Regions from separate parts of the Mus musculus genome. Here region 2 is linked to region 1. A link is a contact called in public HiChIP or PLAC-seq data. All regions are on one chromosome and are shown on one strand. Each heading gives the region's core, a stretch centred on a gene start, on an enhancer-like site or on the middle of the called end of the contact. The rest is flanking DNA. Distances are from core to core; before and after follow the strand shown. Region 1 holds the start of Btbd2 (BTB (POZ) domain containing 2). Region 2 holds the start of Nfic (nuclear factor I/C).

Region 1 (7,348 bases), core at 2,832-5,331:
TGGCTTCAGAAGCCATGTAGCAGGCAGTGTGGGAGCTGTAGCCATCTTGGAAAATGCTGGTGGGTGGGCGGCTCCTCAGAAGCTATCGGAAGGGCAGGGCACGGAGGGCAGGCCTGTCACTCCAGTACGCAGGAGGACCAGGCTGGGTCCTGCAAGAGTTTCCATACAGCCTGAGCTCCTGGAGAGTTCCAGGCCAGCATGTCTCAAAAACAACAGCAAAACCATTAGAACATGTACTGGGGATGCACACACACACAACACACACAGGTTTTTGCTACTATTTCACTTGAACAAAACTTCGTATTGAAGGTCCTCCTGCCTATGGCTACAGCCGAGTCCAACAGTAGCTAAGGAGACTATATAGCTGCTCAAAACATTTTCTTTAAGACTGGGGCTCGAACCCAGGAGTACTCCACCACTGAGCTACATCCAACCCTAGCTGAAAGCTCTTAATGTCTGGTCCTTTCAATGAATTTGCGGGCCAGGTCAGTACTGGGGTCCACCACGAGTGCTCTCTACTTTGTCTACTGAGACAGGGTCTTTCATTGAACCCCTAGGTTGTTCCAAGGACCCCTTATCTTCTTAGTTGTCTGTCCAGCTTTTCTGTCAGTGCAAACTTTATCTAGTTATCTGTCTTCTCAATTCCTGCTTTGTTTTGTAGACAGAGACTCATGTAGCCCAGGCTGGCCTCTAACTCACTATGTAGCCAAAGATAAATCTTTGCTCCTTTTGCCTCAGCCTCCCTCCCACAGGCTGGGTGACAGGCACACACCAATCAGCTTGTCTCACTGCTTCTGAGTGGCCTCAGGTGTCACAGAGCTTTTCTTCAGTGTCAGTCCAGGTACCCAGACAAAGTAGGGGCCTGGCACCCCTCTGCCCTGAAAAGCTCCTTGTCATCTGTGACCTTGATGGAGCATGGCCAGGAGTCCCGCAGAAGCCTTTACTCTGAATCATCCATCACTCTGACTACAGTAGCTCTGTCTGCTTCTGTGGTCACACAGTGGTCAGAAACCACAGGGATCCAGAGACTCCGGGTATGCCTTAGGAGAGAGCTCGGCTACCTGCGCACCCCCTTAGGTTCTTCCTCAGGACCCAAAACAAGGAAAGCATCAGCGTGAGGCATGCATAGGTCCTGCAGGCCAGCTTCCGGAACCCAGGTCTGTTCAGGCCACATGAGGCTGCTGGACATCCTCCCAGACCCCATTACACAGATGGTTGTGAGCCACCATGTGGTTGCTGGGAATTGAACTCAAGACCTCAGGAAGAGAAGTCAGTGCTTTAAACTGCTGAGCCAGCTCTCCAGCCCCCAGGAGGAGCTGTTCTTTAATCTTTAGTCTTTCTTTTAAGTTCTGGGCCTGTGAGTGCAAGTGCCCTCAGGGACCAGAGGTTTCAGAACCCTGAGAACCAGAGCTACAAGCTGCTTTAAGGCATGCAATGTGGCCGCTGAGAGCTGAATCCAAAGGTCCTCAGCAAGAGCAGCAAACCCTCTTCAGCACAGAGCCACTCTCCAGCTGCCTTAAAACAATCTTACTTTTCAGCGCTGGACATTGAACCAGATTGGCATGTGTCCGCACTCAGCCATTCACTGGGGGTTCCCAAGCCATGCCCTCAGCCTTCAGTTTCCTTGTATAGCTTTCTTTAATCTTTAATTTTTTTTTAAATATTTTTATTACTACGTATTTTCCTCAATTACATTTAGAATGCTATCCCAAAAGTCCCCCATACCCGCCCTCTTTCTTTAGTTTTTGAGACAGGGTGGCATTAAGTATCCCTGGCTGTTCTGGAACTTGCTATTGGCCATGCTAGTTTTGAACTCACAGAGATCCACTTGCCTCTGTTTCCCAAGTGCTGGGACTAAAGGCCTGTGCCACCACACCTGAGTCTTTATAGTTTCTCTGACAGAATCTCCCTAGGCTACCCAGACTGATGTAGAGTTTGCAGTCCTCCTGCCTCAGCCAAGAAGTAACTGAGTTCATGTCTGGGTCACCACACACGTTGCTCCTGGATTCTACACTGACAGTCAACCCTGAGCTACATGGTTGGTGGGTGGCAGCCAGGCCCAGGGAGTTATGGCCCTTCCCCACAGCTACCTTCTGACTCGTCTGTGTTGAACCCTGAGAGACTGTTACAAGCACAATACAGAGGCAACACATTCGAGCAGTCCCAGATGGGGTTATCTAAATGAGTCCAGTTCACAGGTAGGGAAACTAAGGCCCAGAGAGCTCAGAAGAAGGAAGGACCTGAAGGGTCTTTCTGGTGCCTTCCAACAAGTCAGGCAGCCGACCCCTTAGCAACCCTCCACAGCACCACTAAGAAACCTCAGCCACTTGGAAGCCAAGTCCTCCACTGCCCACCGTACCACCTGTGAAGCCCCCCCCCCCCAACTCTCCACAAGCTGTAAAGGGGCTACAACATCCCCATTCTTCTTGCTCCGGCCCCCACCTGAGTGAGAGACCTCTGAGTCAACACTTCCCCTCACCTCTGCCCCTCCAGCAAGAGACCACTTCTCTCTTTCCCAGAGGGCTACACACACACACCCACGTCCACATTCCCCATTCCTGCCATCAAGCTGGACAAGCTACCCCACATGGTCATAAAGGTCATGTGCCAAGAACCGCACTGGCAGGCGGTACACGCTACCACAGCTTGCACAGAACTCGCAAAAGGCCTCAATCCTTTCTGAGGCTGTGCCAGACCCTTGCCCACTCCCAAAGAGCTCAACTCATCGTGGCCATGGTGAGGTCTGGGGGTGATGGCTCAGACAGGCTGGAAGCCCAGTGCTGGAGGAACAAGAGGCAAGGGTCTCTGATGGGGCCAGTAGGTTAGATGGTGTGAGGTGTGAACATGGGGTAAGAAGGGGATCTAAGGGGTCATGGGTGGGGACGGAGGGGGCCCTAGAACTGGATAAGCTGGAGGAATGTTGGGGTGACTAATGGATTCAGAGAGCAGAGAGGATCCAGGATAGAACGGAGCAGAACCTAAGGATAAAATGAAATGGCCCTAGAACCAGGTTCAAGGCAGGCAGGACCCAACAGAACCTCCAGGTTCCCATGTTTAGGAAGTACACTGTGGGGGAAGGGGGTTGTGGGAACCAGGTTCAGGTGAAGGGGTCAGGAATCCTAAGGTAAGAGCCTGAGGCTCCAGATTCAGGGTCCAGGGGTGGTGAAAGGTCTGGGTGGGGTGTAGAGTCTGAGGTACATGATCCTGGGTGGAATGCAGATTCTTGGGGTGCAGGGTTCTAGGATGCAAGGTCTGGGGTGCAATATCTAGGAATAAAGAATCTGGGTGCAGTCCAGGCTCTTGGGATTAGGGTTGGGATGAAGGGTTCAAGCAGACTGCAAGGTCTGACTGCAGGATTTGGGATGCAGGATCCTGGGATGCAGGGCCTGGATAGGGGTGCAGGTCTGAGGTGCAGTCTTGGGTGGAGTTCAAGGTCTTGAGTGCAGGGTTCTAAGGTGCTGGTTCATGGGGTGCGGGGTCCAGGTGAAGTGCAGGATCCGGGTGGGGGAACAGAATGGGGGGGTGCAGGCTCTGAGTGGACTACGGGGTTTAGAGTGTGCGGGGTCCAGGTGGAGTGCATGGTCTGTGATGAACGGTCCCGGGTAGGGCGCAGGGTTTCAGGGTGCTGGTTCCTGGGGTGCAGGGTCTGGGTGGGGTTCAGGGTCTGGGGATGCAGGGTCTGGGGTTGCAGGGTCCGGGCGCGTCCCGGCGGCCCACCTGTGCGCGGGGACGCGCTGCGAGCTGAGCCCCTTGCCCACCAGGAAGTGCACGTCGCACAGCACCTCGTTGTTGAAGAGGAAGGCGAAGCGCTCCTGCACCGTGGGCTTGGTGGCCTGCCAGTTGTACACGGGCTCGCGCAGCAGCGCGCCTGGGCCCGCGTCGTCGCGCTCGTCGCCCACGGCCTGCGCGTCAGTCCCGGGCCCAGGCGGCGGGGACGGGGGCGGCGGAGGCACCGGGGCGCAGGCAGCGGCGTTGCTGGGGGCGGCGGCCGCGTTAGCACTGGGACCCAGGCTGCCCGCGCCGGCCCCGACCCCCGGCGGGCAAGACGCGCGCCCGCTGCCGCCCGCCGCCATCTTGTCGCTGCGGCGCGGGGGCGGAGCCACGGAGGGCGTGGTCATGGGGCGGGGCGTTTGAGAGGAGGAAGGGAGGGGCGGGGCTAAAGAGAGCCGAGACCTGAGAGGGGCGAGGGGAGGAGACAAAAAGGGAGGAGCCAACGGGAGGACGGGAAGGGGGAAGAAAGGGCAAGGCTAGGGAGGAGGATGGATTGGAAAGGGAAACGGGGAGGGAGAGAGGGAGGGAGGGAGGAGAGGAAGATGGAGAAGCGATTGTGAGCGTAGAGAGGAGGGGAGGGAGGATGGGCGTGGCAGGGCTAGGCCCAGGATTGGTGAGACAAGGAAGAGGAGGGCCCCGAAATGCCAGAGGAGGAAGGAGAAGGGGAAACAGAGGAAAAAGGGACCGAGAGAAATGAGAGGGAGAAATGGATACTGGGACAGAGAGGAGGGCAACAGGAGGGGTTGAATGGGAGGAAAGAGAAGGATGTGGTAACGGGGGAGGAGCAGAGACAGGAGGTAGGGGAGGTAGTCCGGGCCATGGAGGCGCAGGCCATCCCTGGATTCGAGCAAGGGCAGGAGGAGAAGGATGAGGAGAGGCAGGGAAGGCATGGAGAGGTAAAGGACAGACAGAGGAAAGAAGCAGGAAAGACAGCATGGGGAGGGGAGGGGAGGGGAGGGGAGGAGGAGGAGGAGATCACACAGTGGAGGAAAGAGGCCCAGACTTGAGGTGAAGGGGCGTGGTGCATCTGAGCACCCCGGGGCTAGAGGGCGGGGCCACAGGGTCTAGATGGAAGCCGACAGAGGAATAGGGATGGAGGGAAAAAGGAAGAAGGACAGGCCTTTGAAGATGGTGAATGCGGGAAGGTTAGGAGAAACGGAGAGGAACAGAAGGAAGTGAGGATGTTGAGGTCTCAGGCCCTTGATCCCACCCACACAATGCTCCTGAGCCCCTGAACCTAGCCAATCCCGGCTCTGCCTTAGGCTGTAGGACATTAAGAACCCAAACTAGCTGGGCAGTGATGGCGCGCTCCTTTAATCCCAGCACTTTGGAGGCAGAGGCAGGCGAATTTCTGAGCTCTAGGCCAGTCTGGTCTACAGAGTGAGTTCCAGGACAGCCTACACAGAGAAACTCTGTCTCAAAAAAAAAAAAATAATAATAATAATAATAATAATAACCATAATAAAAAGAGCCCAAACTAGACTGTGAACCCAGAAAGGGAAAGAAGTGGAGTGAGGGGTAAGGTACAAAGAGGAGGAGAGGACAGGCCAGGCCTGAGGAAGGAGAGACTGGAGGAGGGGCAGGAATTACTATGTATCTGGGCATGGTGGGCAACACCTGCCATCCTAGCACTGGGAGCCTGAGGCAGGAGGATCACAAATTCAAAGGTGGACAAAGCTACTCAGGGAGGCAGAAGGGGAAGAGAGGAAGGAGGGCAAGCTTTGTTTCCACAGGTTAATTAACAGGGACTGACTGGCTTAGTCCTGAGTCTCACGAATCTCATCTGGAAACAGGCTCAGCAGAGGGACCAATAAAAGTGAAGAAAGAATCCTAGCACGAGGATAAACCATCCAAACAGATTTCAACAGCCTGGATCAGGCCTTGCCTGCAAGCCGCAATAGCTCAGGGCCTTTTGTCCTGACAGCTAATAAATGTCTTTACTGTTCTGGGCAAGTCTGCTCTGTTTTTCTGTTATTTGTAGCCAAAGGCTGGGAGTTGAGGCAGCTCTCCTAGGCCGCCATCTTTAAACACCTGCCATTAGGGACTTTGCTCTTGAAGTGCTTATGACAAGCCTGATTTGATCACTGGGACAGTCAGGGGGTTCACAGCCAGTTAGCAGTGGACAGGAAAGGATTGTAAACGGAATGTCCTAGTACACACATGGTGGCAGCATTAGATGCATGCTTGTAAATTCTGCCCAGAGTGTGGTGATACATGCCTTTAGTTCCAGCACTTGCAGGCAGAGACGTAGGCAGACCTCTGTGAGTATGACGTCAGCCTGGTCTACATAGCAAGCTCCAGGACAGCGAGGGTTACACGCACGCGCATGAACACACACACACACACACACACACACACACACACACACACACTCACACACACAGAGGTCCTGCGATCCCGGGGGACATCTTTGGAAACCTAGAATCCCCACTTCATGAGGCGGGCAAGATGCTCCATATGTGAACACAGATTGAAACTGAACAATTGGACAGACAGACCTGACATTAGGACAAGTAACCTTCTTAAGACAGTATTCAAAGAGAAAAACACAAACGTAATAGGCCACAGAAAGCACAGGATGCATGGGCAGGAAAATGTCTAGGCCGTTAGCCCACTTCAAACAGCAGCCTGATTCTGTGACCCCGGAACATTCCTTTTATGCTCGTTCCTCCTCCCTTTAAAGAACCTTTGTGTTTCTTCCTTATTTTTAGGGTGCAGACTTTGATCATCTGTGGAAGAGATGGGTGTGGAACTCAAGGCAGAGCTAAATTCTAGCCAGAGCTCCACCCCTGACCATGCCCCACATCCGCTCCTCATTGGGGGATTCTAGGCAGGGCTCCACCCCTGAGGTGCATCACTAATAGGAATCATTATACCTCTGCTCTTTTCACAGAAGGTGTCTCTCTGTAGGCTCAGAGCAAACCTCTCACTTTCCCATGTGGCAGAATTTCAGGCTTCATTGCCCACCACTTTTTTTGGTTTGTTTCGTCGTTGTTTTTTTGAGACAAGGGTTTACAGCCCCCTGGCTGTCCTTGAACAACCTCTGTAGCCCAGGCTGGCCTGGAATTCAAAGATCCTCTTGCCTCTGCCTCCCTAGCGCTGTGATTACAGGCAGCACGCCTTTAATTAAAGACCACCACCTCCTCCAGGCCATTGCCAACGTCTTTAAAGGGTGTTTGTGAATTCCAGAGTCTTCTCTTCTATCCTGTAATCAGCCCAACTCATGGCCGCTAGAGGGAGCACTACACCAACGTGCTCTCTGCTTTCCCGGGTTTTAGTTTTGCTTTTTTATAAATAAACTTTATTATATATTTTAAATACTTACAAATAAATTAAAACCTTACATACCAAAATTAAGCAGACGGAACGAAGTCTGTACAACTCTACAAGTAGGACAGTATAGAGTCAGAGCAGGCATTCGGATCGGAAGCTGCAGAGCTTCTTTGTGTTAGAATTACACGATCAGTGTGGAATTCGTTTTAATGCATTCATTTAACACAGAAAACAAAACATCCATGATAGAATAGAATTAGAAAAACAATTAGTCTTTTGGTTTTGGTTTTGGTTTTCGAGACAG
Region 2 (7,348 bases), core at 1,424-3,923, 770 kb after region 1:
TCACTGTGAACCCACTCATGGACATACTGAGGACCAAGCCCATGCTGTGCTGCCTTGGGACACTTCTCATCGTCTCTGATCCCATCCCCCTCTGGAAGGAGACCCCAAACGTCAACCCTGCACTGCCTCAGTTTCCCCACTGCCAGGATGGAAGCAGCGAGCCGCAAAGCTATGAGGAGGAATGAATGGAGGAGGGAGGTGGCCTCAGCTCAGGCCCAGGGAATCCTCAACCTCAGCCAACAGGGATTTGGCCCCAAACCCGGAATAACTAACGTGGGGCGGGAGGGCGGGAAGGAGGAAGGGGGAGGGGGAGGGGACACCTCAGCTTGGGATTCATGGAAGTAACGGCTGCTTCCTCCAGAGAGTAAAAGTGAAAAGGGGCCTGAGTCACCACCCAGAGTGACAGACGGCACAGGGGACCCATGGAGCTCCCAGAATTCTCTTGGGCACCTGGTGCCCTGGCATGGACACTGACATCAGGGCCAACCCCGCCCCGGGCCAGGCTCCCGGTAGGATCCGGTTGGATCAGCAAAGGAGTTATTTCAGTCTGAACCCTGGCTGTAAAATTAGCCGATTTAGGAGGGACGGGTGAAGAGAGACAGAGAGACAGAGACAGAGACAGGTCAAGGCAGACACCATGAGTGACATGTGGGGGGGGGGCAGGGCGGAGAGGTTGGGGGGCTGCAGCGTTGCTCCTTGGGTCCTTCTGTCCAGCCTGGGCTTGTGTGGAGCTGGAGAGACCACACTTGGAATTCAGGGGACTCTTGAGATCCCATGGGGGACTCCCTCAGGGTAGGAGGGGGTGAGTGGGAGATCACAGGGGTGGCATCCTTCCTGCCAGATCGACCCACACCCTCCTATGGGGGAAACTGAGGCCAAGGCCACACTAAGTCCTCAGGGCTGGAGCCAGCACTGGGGTTGCCCCCGCCCCCAGCTCCCAGCAGCAGCCTGGATGGAGGCCTCCAGAAGGCCAGGACGGGGAATTCCACGTGCCCAGGCTGCCTTCCAGCCGGCCACGTCTGCCTCAGACCTCTCAGCCACCAGTAGTCAGTCAGCACAGAGACTCCAGTCTCCCTGGGGTCACACAGCAATTACATCCCAATGCCGGTGCTCTGGCGGCAACTGAGCAACGCCTGCCCTGGGCTGTGGGGTGACCCACTCCTCAAATCTCACTTGAAGTAGAAACTGAGGCCTGCAGAGGGGCAGGCATTTATCCAAGGTCACCAGGGAACCCTGGGTAGGGCAGGCTGGGGTTCCCTCAGTATGAGGGTCTCCCCTGGGGATCACAGAACTGCACCTCTTACCAAGATGGAGGGACCCGCAGGAGTGGAGGACCCCAGGATCCTGTCCCTGAGATGGGCTACCTGGGTCTTCCCTGGCAAAAACAACCATGGCCCTCACAAAGTTCTCCTCAGGACATCAGACAACTGCAATTCCCAGAACCAACACAGTCTGGAGACCACTATGTCTCACTCTCTTTCAGGGGAAACTGAGGCAGACACAGCAAAAAAAAAAAAAAAAAAATCACAAGAGGCTGTGGAGTTGGAAAAGACAGGCTTATGATTCCAGGGGGCAGACACAGCTGGGGGGCTCCTTGAAGGGGGGTCCCCTGGAGGGATGGATGCACCCCTCCCCACTCTCCCTCAGATGCTGGAACCCAGCCAGAGGGGCACAGCAGGGCAGGTGCTGGATTGGCCACCTAGTACGCAGTGTCCGCCAGTCCCCTGCCGCCGCCGCGGCCTCCTCCTCCTCCTCCTCCTCCTCCTCCTCCTCCTCCTCCTCCTCCTCCTCCTCCTCCTCCTCCAGCCCTGGCCTCTGCTCCTCCCGCCAGCCGCCTGGCAGCGCCTGCTCGGCTCAATAATTCAAGAATCAATGCGGAGCTGGGGGGGAGCTGAGCCAGGGAAGGGGGGGGACCCGCGATGGACACCCGCAAGACTGCCCCTCCCCCCGCGCGCCAACTTCGCGCGCCCCTCCCCCTTCGCGCGCACACGTGGGCCTGAAATGGAGGGGGACACTGCCAGCTGGAGGGGGGGGCGGCCACCTGGGAAACCAAGAACTCGCGAACAAATAGTCTAGGGGTCCCTTTACCGCACAGCTAGGGAGACCTACAGTGCAGCAGGGAACCCCAAGATCAGTCCTACGGGCGGGTGGGGAGCGTTCTACGTGCGGGTGGGGTGCTTCCTGCGGACACCTACTCTCTTCTCCATCTGGAGGGGACCCAGACTTCCTGGGTGCAAAGGGTGAGGGCTGTGGGGAGGACGCCAGCCCCCCCCCCCATCCAGCCAAGACGAGAGAGAGTTCCAAAAACAGCCGATTTAGATCAAAGTGGGGGCCCAGAAAATGGGGTTCCAAGTGTGCAATCAAGCTTAACGAGGATGGAATCCCCAATCTCAAGAGTTGCCCGCACCCCAGGTCCATGCCAGGAACACCCTGGCCTGGAAGAGGGTGGGTAGAGAGGACGCGCGCGCTTTTTTTTTCCCACCCCCGCTGCGGAGGGGAGGTTCCAGACTGCAAGAATGCGGTTCCAGGTGGAGCCGGGGTGCGGGCCGGGGCCAGGCCGGGAGCGGGGTGCGTACCTGGGTCAGGCAGAGCGGGGAGGAATACATCCCGGGGCGCTGGCACCGGAGGCGCAGAGGCCGAGCGGCCGCCGAACTTACTGAGTCATTTTTGCAGCCGCCCTCCCGCTCCTCCCTCCGCCGTCCTCCCCGCCCCGCGCCGCCTCTCGCCCGCCCCCGCTCCCTCCCTGCCGCCCGCATCCAACTTTCAAAGAAATCGCCGACAGCAAACAAGCAAGCAAACAAACAAACAAACTATGTCTCTACACGCGGACCCCCTAGTCCCCTCCCTCTAGAGCTATCCATTTGTAGAGGAGGACACAGCGATCAGGTCCACGAGATGGGGCTGAGCCCTTAGCTGCCCCCCACATCCCACCTGAGTCCCTGCAGCAGCCTGCCTCTGCCCCCAACTGTACCCCAAACTCCATCTGTCCCCTCACCTGTGCCCTCAAAGTGGCCACTGCCAGTAGGGTAGAGGGGGACCAGTGTGGGAGGCTTTCCCTTAAAAAGCCAATAAGTGGTCTAGCAGCAGGTATGGGGTCCCTGGGAAGGGTGCGGTGCAGGACTCAAGGCCAGGCCAGGCTCTGACACTACTGTGTGATAAAGAGCAGAGTGGGGTGATCCAGGCCAACCAGGTCCCCAAGTTTAGATCAGTGTCCAGGCTGCCCATTTCATATTTGGGGAATCTGAGGCACAGGGAAATCTCACTCCAACTAACTTCATTTTTCTTCTCTTTTCTTCCCTTCCTTCCTTTCTTTTAATTATTACTATTTTTGAGCCAGAGTCTCATGTTGCCCAGGTTGGCCTTGAACTCACTATGTAGCTAAAGATGACCTTGAACTCTGGATCCTCCTACTTCAGCCTCCTGGGAAGACAGGTATGCTGGGCCTTGCCCAGCTGGAGATCACCTTTCTGAAGGCAGCGTCTGAAGAAGCCTGCACACCCCCACCCCGGCCACCAGTGTCCACTCACAAGTCTAGGCCTTTTTCAATTATTTCTCTCCCAGGGACCCAAGGACATGGGATGTGAGGGCTGGGGGGAGAGTGTGCTACAGAGCAGTAAGATGCTTTAATCCGTTATCACTGTAATTCCAGTGAAGCCAAGGCCCAGAGAAGGAAACCACTGGTTGGGGTGTCGGGTCCCAGGTGCCTGCCTGGCACACCGGCCACCTGGTCCATACCCCAGGAGATGCCTGTGAGTGACACTATTAGGAGTACCCACGGATACTGACCAAACCACCTGTCAGATTGGATGCGCGCCCTTGGGATGTCCAGGACACCAGGGCCCACACCTGTCATCCCAGCAGGGATGAAGAGGCAGGAGTGTCAGAAGCCAAAGGCCAGCCTGGGCTACATGAGCCCATACTGATCACCTCCCTATATTAGGGACAGCACACAGCAGGTTCAATGCATGCATAGTGTGCATGTGTGGCTCTGTCCCAGCCAATAAACATCATTCTCCCTGAACCTCAGTTTCCCCGTGGGTGTCTAATGTTCTGGGTTGTGGAGATGCAAGCAGACACCAGCACCGAGGTGACCATGTGCCAAGGGTGCATCGGGAGGCTCAGGAGGACACTAGACTTGTACCTCAGCTGCATATGACCCATTTGTTAAAAAAATAAAAAGTCAGGGTGCTGGAGAGACAGCTCAGCAGTTACAGTCCCAGCTGCTCTAGCAGAGGAACCCAGTTTCGGTTCCCAGCACCACCCACATGGCAGCTCACAACGGTCGTGGGACCCCGACACCCCCACATGTGGGGCACACAGATATAAATAACAAAATAAACAGAAATAAATCTAAATATACAAATTAAAGCCAGGCATGGTGGTGCATGACTTTAACCCCAGTGCTCAGGGGGCAGAGGCAGGTGGATCTCTGTGGTCAAACCTAGTCTACAGAGAGAGATGCTATCTAAAAATAAAGGCATCTTGCTGTTGTTATTCTTACCACAGTTGCCTCTGGAACTGTCCCTAACACAACTGCACTAAGGGAGAGACATGGCCACCAACACAAACTTCCACCAACTGGGTCCAGCACAGGGCAACCCAGCCCCAAGCCTCAGCCAGGGACAACCTAAAATCATATACAGCCAGGAAAAAAGGGGGGCGACCTGGGGCTGTCTCCAAGGTCCATCCAGGCAGGGTCCCCAGGCAGGAATTGCTGTCACTAACCCAGCAGGGTTTGGGACAAGGTGTCTCTGACACTGGTTTCCAACTGCTACACAATGGCAGTGACAACTCACAACTGTCCCCAGGGCACAGTCATCCCTGCTTAAGATGCACAGCTGCAGACCCTGCCTGAGAACTCAGCGTTTCACTTTCTTTTTCTGTAGGTTTGCTCCAGCCATGGTCACATGTAGCTCAGGCTAGCCTTGAATTCCTCATCCTCTCCCTTCCCAACACACCTCCTGAGGGCTGGGAACACAGGCAGCTTTATAAACGACTGACTACGTGACTTGTATGGTGGCTATTCCTGGGCTGTAGAGCAGCGGTTGAGAGTTGAGCTAGGACACTTCAGGGACAACTGAGGTAATGGGCGTGGCTATGATTACGTATATTTCCATAGCGTTAACCTGCTCCTGGGCCAAACCCAGGTCCTTCTGCAGGCTAGACCAGTGGCCACACCCCCAATCCATTCACTGGGGATTCTTGTAGGGCTCCGCCTCAAGCCACGCCCCCAGCTTCCCCTAAACAAACTTTTGAGGCAGGACTAAAGTTCCTGGAGTGGTTCAGTCTCTGACCCCACTCCACCCACCCTCCGGGTGTCACTACCGAGCCAACACTGCAAGCCGCACAGGGGTCACGCAGGCAGAGTGGTGGCATGGCTAAGGAGTTCGAAGGGAGGCCCTTCTCATGTTGCAGGGGGGAGAAACTGGCTCTGGGAGGGGACCCCGAGGTGTATGGCTGCAGGAGGGCTGTCCCTTGGGGCTAGTGACAGCTCGTGCGGGCCGGGCCGTGGCGGGGGGCGGGGGGGTGTCGCTGTGCGGCGGGGCCTGTCTGTGCGGACGCCGCGTTCCCGCCTATGTACTGCAGCGGTCCGAGCACCGGGAGTTGGGGTGTCCTGAGGCTCCCCCTGTGCTCCCCTTCTCCAAACACCTCCAACGGGGTGAGAGGTCAAAGCAAAATCAGCGGCTGCCGGCTCGGCCTTGCCGGTCTATATTTAGAAGATGATATAAAAAACTAAACTCGCGCGGGGATTCCCCTCCGGAGCAGACAGGGACGCGGCGGCGGCGGTGGCAGCGGCCCGGTGCCGGGGCCGAGCTTCCTCACGGGCACGCGCACGCGCACCCGCAGCCGCCGAGTTGGCGCGTGCGTGGGCCTGGCCCGCGGCTGCAGCCTCTCGAGTGCGGTCCCGGGGGCTGCGGACGGCGGCGGTGGGCGGGGCGACCGGGCGCAGCGGCCATTTTCCGCTAAGCTGCGCGCGCCGCCGCTGAGTTTCCCCCCCCCCGACGCGGGTGGGGACGGGGAGGGGGGAACGGTGGAGACGGGGTGGGGGAGCACGGGAGCCCCGCCCCGCACACCCCACTGTCCACACCGGGGACCCTTGCGCACTCGGGGTCCCGGCGAGCCCGGCCCGGCTCCGCCCCCGAGGGAGAGAGGGAGGGAGGGAGGGAGGACTGCGATCATCCCTCCCTCCCTCCATCTTCCCAGAAACCGCAGCTCCCCACAGACCCCACGCGCGGCGCCCCGGGAAAGTCCCCCGCGCGGAGTGGGAGCGGGGGCGGAGACGTACCATGGCGCTGTGCGGCGAGGCGACGGCCGGCGGGGAGGCGCGTGGGGAGGCGCGTGGGGAGGCGCGTGGGGAGCCGCCCGCCCCGCCCGCGGACCCTCCCCCGGCCCGCCCCCCGCCGCCTCTTCCCCCCCAGCCCGCGCTCCGGCCGGTCCTCGGCTGCAGACCGAGGCTGCCGCTGCTCCGGTGTCCGCGCTTGCATCCCCAGCGGCGAGTCCGCCGTCTGCGGGCGCGCGCGTGCTCGTGCACACTTGCGGTCGCGGACACGCGTGCAGGCGACACCGGGTCGCGCACGGCGCAACGCGCCAGACAAGAGCCTCTAGGCCGCGGAGTGGAGTCTGCACGCCCGGAGTGACAGGTGCCACGCTGCAGGCTCTGCTCCGGCCAGGTGTCCCCCCACTCCGGGAGGAGTCAGGAGCGCGGCAGTCCCCACCCCTCCGCCGCACCTCCCCGGGCGTCCACTCTGGGATCCTCTGCCATCCTCTGCCACTCACCCGGGCCCCAAGTCGCAGCCAGAAGCTTTGACCTAGAATTTGAGGGACAGTTGAGGGTGGGTGCCCTGGGCACGCTAGTGCACGCCCGTTCACCTTCCCTCACCTCTTCATCCGGTAGATTCCCCCCTAGTCCCGGCCTTTACTCCCCACCCACATTCCCATTCCTGTAACCGAACCCATGGAGTTCAGAGAGGGCAGTTCACCTCCCTGAGGTGGAACAGCACGGAGAAGCCAGCAGCACACCGCCGGCTCTGCCATCTCCAGGGCTGAAGACAAGGTAGCGGGTGCCAAAGATGGGCGGGGCACTTCTCAAACTAACCGCGCGGAGACAGGCTCAGAGCTGCCGCCCCCTCCCCTTTTCACCTCTAACTGTGCTCTGTTAATCCTAGCAGCTCCCCACTCCGGGTTGGATGTGAGAACAGAGAAGAAGGGTTGGAGAGCAGCCAGTCCGGGATGAGGCAGGAGGGTGACAGGCTCAAAACCAGCCTGGGCAAGATGCTCAGACCACGTGGTGGTGGTTGTGGGGGAGGAGGGGAGTGAGAGTTGGGACCCAGCTCCAGACAAGGCCTGG

The links. HiChIP or PLAC-seq counts read pairs in DNA pulled down with a chosen protein or histone mark.
Region 2: a contact with region 1 is called in a FOXA1 HiChIP or PLAC-seq map of pancreatic cancer cells. The contact joins the promoter of Nfic here to the promoter of Btbd2 in region 1. A contact is called at or near these places in 2 of 115 datasets of contacts at active chromatin or transcription factors (bone marrow-derived macrophages and pancreatic cancer cells).

The regions. Positions count from the first base shown.
Region 1 is chr10:80,652,413-80,659,760 of GRCm38.p6, forward strand. It overlaps Btbd2 (BTB (POZ) domain containing 2), which reads right to left and starts at 4,082. Exons shown (of 9, transcript NM_145361.3): 1 at 3,718-4,082. The coding sequence starts at 4,073.
Region 2 is chr10:81,424,500-81,431,847 of GRCm38.p6, forward strand. It overlaps Nfic (nuclear factor I/C), which reads right to left and starts at 2,674. Exons shown (of 10, transcript NM_008688.3): 1 at 2,577-2,674. The coding sequence starts at 2,606.